Regions from separate parts of the Arabidopsis thaliana genome. Here region 1 is linked to region 2. Evidence: chromatin contacts called from public targeted proximity ligation data. All regions are on one chromosome and are shown on one strand. The core of a region is the stretch at or near the end of the contact, and the rest is flanking DNA. Distances in the headings are between cores, read along the strand shown.

Region 1 (2,700 bases), core at 125-2,624, 120 kb after region 2:
TCTTATCTATTTTGGACCAATTTTCAAAGTACCATTATTGGTATTATAATATGTTAATATTATGTTAAAATATGTGGCTTCCAGTCGATTAGTGTCTCTTCCACCTTTAGGCTTTAGTCGTTGCAAGACCAATAGTTTTAGATAACCTCACTCAAAAAATCTAAAAAAAGAATCTACATTAAAATACAAACAAACGAAATTTTGTAAACGCAAATAATTGTATATTTTTTCTTCTTTCTTTTAAAGCTTTGAACTATTTCATCTTCATAAGATCAAGTTGATGATGATCAGCAATATCTATTGCGTTTGTTGATATTATCTACTTATTAAAAATCATAACAATATCTGGAGACTGGGACGAGAAAATTGGATGACGTGTTAACACGAGCCTATGACTTGGATCCACGTAAGCCTGAACTGTGGGAAGTTCTAAACTGTGTACTGATTGGTTGATACGTAAGCCAAGTGGATAAAGTGTCCCGACCACAAGACCGACATGATTTACTTATTTTATTCGTAAATAATTGCATTAAGAAGTGGCCACGATATGGAACTTTTCCAAATATATGAAATGATGATTAGTTAAGGCAATTTGCTTTTGTTAATTGGCCAGCTTAGGTCAAAATAGATCCTAATTAATGCAAATCTTGTTCCTTTTTTCTTCTACTAATGTTATCATACGAAGCCTTCGATCAAAAGTACATTACGTCATGTCATCACAATTCCCAATATATTTTTCTTAGTTGATCAGTTTACAACACTGATTGCAACATTTGATATGTACCGTATTAATTTCACCATGCATGCTACATATTTAATCCATATTATTAATCGGGTACGTACTTATACAATAACAACGGAAAGTTCATACAAATTTTGCATATTTACAATAATTCATTTTGGAAATCGAAATTTATTTATGCTGTTGAACAACACCTGTAGTCCACGAACTATGTATTTATATAATTATATCCAATTATATTCATTTCGATCGAGAGTTCCACCGTTATTAGATGCTCTTGATCACCGCAGCAAAACACTCCATATCCATAACTTTTAAAAATAAAACAAAGAACAACAAAAATGGATAACGTGGACTCGAGTCGACAATGTATGATCACCAAATTAAAATGTTTGTTGTTAATTATATACACATCCAATCAAACAGATGTTTAAACTATTCTAACTTCAAGTTACTATTAAGAAGTAACCATATCTAAAACTAAAAAATTCAACCTCAGACACAAACTTAGCCAGGTGTTCTGGTTAAAAGTTCCCTAACCCCACGTATTGACTACAACACGTGTAATGTAATGCACTTTTAACCAAAACTATTAGGCCAAGTGGCCAACTTTTGATCACTTTATCTGAACGACTAAACCCGACCCGACCCGATCGACATAAACCGGACCACGAGTATATGTATGTACACACATCTTCAGATGTAGTAGATACGTATAGTACACTGCAGGATTATATAATTGTTAGGCTCAGGAGAATTGACCTTTTGAATATTTCATACGGTTAAAAAATTCTTCTATATATAAAGTTGCTTTGAATATTTTGTAGTCTCTGTATGTTCAAAACCGTTTAACAATAACAACAACAAAAAGCTTCCTTTTTTGTTTTTTGAGTTTTCGTCGATCGATTGGTTTAAATCCTGTCGTATCAATTTGTTCTCGATTCTCCGCGACCATGCAAATTTAGGGTCTTCGTTTTGTTTGATGGGCGCGAATATCTCGGGAGGTTCACCGGAGTTTGACCGGAACGATGACGTTTACTCGAGGAAACTCAGATTGGTGGATTTACCTGAGAATTGTGTAGCGTTGATTATGACACGGCTTGATCCACCTGAGATTTGCCGGCTTGCTCGTCTCAACAGGATGTTCCGTCGCGCTTCCTCAGCTGATTTCATTTGGGAATCAAAGTTGCCTGCGAATTATCGTGTTATTGCACACAAGGTGTTCGATGAAATTACTCTGACGAAATTAATAAAGAAAGATCTTTATGCAAAGCTTAGCCAGCCTAATCTCTTCGACGATGGCACAAAGGTTTGAAATTTTGTTCCCGTTGAATCTCTCTTTATCTTTAAATCTTAAAAAAAAAAATCTTATTTTTCAAACTTTCTCTATGATTGAGCAGGAATTGTGGATAGATAAGAACACGGGTCGTCTTTGTTTATCTATTTCTTCAAAGGCACTAAGGATTACTGGAATTGATGATCGGAGATACTGGAGTCATATCCCAACTGATGAATCCAGGTAAGGATTACGATCAAAGGTGTGGTTTTTTCCTAAGAAATTTCATCAGTTTTGACCATCTTCTTGTCTTGATTAGACTCTAGTATTGTTGACCATCTTGTTAGTTTCAACTATATTCCATGGTTGTGTTGCAATGAGCTTGTACCCCAAATCTTTGAATTACTTGAGATCAATGAGTAATCTCATCCAATATCTATGTATATGCAGGTTCCAGTCAGCTGCTTATGTTCAACAGATATGGTGGTTTGAAGTAGGAGGAGAGTTTGAGATCCAGTTTCCATCTGGAACATATAGTCTCTTCTTCCGTATCCAGCTCGGTAAAACATCAAAGAGGCTTGGAAGGAGGATCTGCAACTCTGAACACATTCATGGATGGGACATAAAACCTGTAAGGTTCCAGCTCGCCACTTCGGACAACCAACAAGCTGTATCATTGTGT
Region 2 (2,700 bases), core at 91-2,590:
TCAGTCAAAGAGATGCGGTTGTGGTTTTAGGATTAGAGCTATTGTTCCCATTGCTAACTACAGTGAAAAGACCAAAACTTTTGTATATCAGGAAGAAGGGACAGCTGTTTTTAAGCTATACGCTGTCCATTCAGGGCATGAGCCGGGGGCTATGGATGGAAATGCGAGAATCATGCATCGGGTTGTTGGTCATAAGGGTTTTTTGATGGATCAAGAGACTGTCTACGGAGTGCGGGACGAAGACGTGGAAACCGAAGGGATGGGATTGACTGGGAAGGATGAACGTGCCGAGATGCAGTTTACTGTCTTGCATCAGGTGCAGGAACTAAGGAGCGAACTTGGCACTCTAGAAGGAAAGATTGGGAATTTTTCACAAGAGATGTTGGGTTCAGTGTCCACAGAGTTGTTTGAGATGCTCAACAAGATCAGAAATATCGGCGTTGAGAGTGCCCAGGATACAACGGGCTTGGTTGCAGAGAAATCACACTCAGATGAAATACTTGTTGGAGATAACGATCTAGTACATTGGAGTGACCATCACCACGAGCATTTATATGGAGATGGGAAGGATGCAGAACTTATTGAAGACGATGAGGACAGTTTTGAGAGGAGCCTTGATGATGTTGTTCCTTGGGAACAGATAACGCCACCGTCAGATTGTACAAATCAAAAGGAGGATCTTTTGTCTGAGACATGTAAGCCTGAGAAATGGTTAAAGTGCAATGACTTTGATGAGAATAGCATTCTGAATAGCGAAGATTCTAAATTAACAAAACCGATGAGCCACGATGGAGGTAGTATAGAAACAGATGTAGGTTTAGCTGGTATACAAGTCGATAGCTTCTATCAAGAAAACTCGAAATGGTATGACTCTCCTTGTGGTTTGGATTCAAACACGGACGGTGAAGACACTGGATTCAGCAGACATGGGGAGATTTTGTAGAAACATGGTAAGGTTCTTCGATATAACCAATTTCTAACTTTCTATCTCACACATCTCGTTATGCATACCCTTCCCCAACTCATAAATGGGAACCAGATTGTATATTTTATGTGTTCTATTACAAGGTTTCAGGGATTTTTTTTGTTTGGCTGTGTTTCTTGTAGGTGTTGTTTCCTTCTTGTGTTATGTAAATTCAAACTCAGATTGTTTCTATGCATATATCTAAGATCGGAAAGCTTTCAAGGTGTCTCACTTTTTGATTATTGCCAAGTGATCATCTCTTGGTTTTTAAGACTCCATTAGCAAATTTGTCCAAATATTTCTAATTTTTAATCAAGACTCAATAAACTTTATGAATTTTTGAATTGTAAATATACAAATACGTATGATCTTGGAAATAAAAGTAACTCCAGACCGGGAACAGGCTACGAATTTCCCGGCGATCAACAGCTCAGAAACGTAGTGATGTGAAATGTCGCAATTGGTGTTTGAATTTCCTTCAATTACACAAAGTTGCTGTGGAAGTCCAGTGTCAACTGAAGGGTATTTCGGTCATATAATAGTGAATTTTCATTTCGATGGCAGAAAAATCAAACTGCGACGACGCGATCTGAAGTATCGTCTCATCTACCTCTTTGCTCTGTACCCTGCAATTTCCTTTTGCAGCGGCTTGAGTCAGACTCGTTGACCCAACTCGGATCGGACTCAGAGCTCCGAGGCAATTCACGGGAAGAGACTGTTTCGTTCCCGTTGGTCTATTTGTTCTAGATCTGTGAGTCGCTGAGCTCGCCGTGAAAATTGGGAATGGCTTCCTCGGAAGCTGATTCCCGATTGAGTCGAGTCGTAACACCAGCTTTAGAGAAGATCGTCAAGAACGCGTCGTGGCGTAAACACTCGAAGCTAGCTAACGAATGCAAAGCTGTTATCGAGCGGCTAAATTCGCTGCAGAAATCACCACCTCCTTCGTCCTCTGCTGCTACTGACTCCGAGTCTGAATCCTCTGTTCCCGGTCCACTTAACGACGGTGGTTCGATCGAGTACTCGCTCGCCGATTCGGAACTCATCTTCAGCCCTCTGATCAATGCCTGTGGCACTGGCCTCGCCAAGATCATCGAACCTGCTATTGACTGCATTCAGAAACTTATCGCGCATGGTTACATTCGTGGTGAATCGGACCCGTCCGGTGGAGCGGAGTCCCTTCTCCTTTTTAAATTGATCGATTCCGTTTGTAAATGCCATGATTTGGGAGATGAATCCATTGAATTACCTGTGTTAAAGACTCTGTTATCTGCCATTAACTCCATCTCGCTGAGGATCCATGGCAAATGCTTGCTCCTAGTTGTTCGTACTTGCTACGACATTTACTTGGGAAGCAAAAACGTGGTGAATCAGACGACTGCCAAGGCTTCGCTGATCCAGATTCTGGTGATTGTTTTCCGGAGAATGGAGGCGGATTCGTCAACGGTTCCAATTCAGCCGATTGTAGTGGCTGAGCTCATGGAGCCACTCGAAAAATCAGATGCGGATGGGACAATGACGCAGTTTGTTCAGGGTTTCATCACCAAAATCATGCAAGATATTGACGGAGTGTTGAACCCGACAATGTCAGGATCAGGATCAGGATCAGGGTCAGGAGGCCAAGATGGGGCATATGGGACTACCACAGTGGAGACTACGAATCCTACGGATTTGTTGGACTCCACTGATAAGGACATGTTGGACGCTAAGTACTGGGAGATCAGTATGTACAAGTCAGC

Evidence for each region.
Region 1: a contact with region 2 is called in a targeted proximity ligation map of shoot, with 10 read pairs. A contact is called at or near these places in 5 of 26 Hi-C or Micro-C datasets (callus, flower, root and 1 more) and 1 of 2 datasets of targeted methods (shoot).

What each region holds. Positions count from the first base shown.
Region 1 is chr3:22,601,442-22,604,141 of TAIR10.1, forward strand. It overlaps PP2-A13 (phloem protein 2-A13), which reads left to right and starts at 1,375. Exons shown (of 3, transcript NM_115970.4): 1 at 1,375-2,051; 2 at 2,143-2,261; 3 at 2,469-2,700. The coding sequence starts at 1,725. It overlaps PEX11E (peroxin 11E), which reads right to left. Exons shown (of 8, transcript NM_001203220.1): 8 at 2,653-2,700.
Region 2 is chr3:22,483,057-22,485,756 of TAIR10.1, forward strand. It overlaps AT3G60860 (SEC7-like guanine nucleotide exchange family protein), which reads left to right and starts at 1,341. Exons shown (of 11, transcript NM_115950.4): 1 at 1,341-2,700. The coding sequence starts at 1,748. AT3G60850 reads left to right here. Exons shown (of 1, transcript NM_115949.3): 1 at 1-1,194. The coding sequence ends at 943.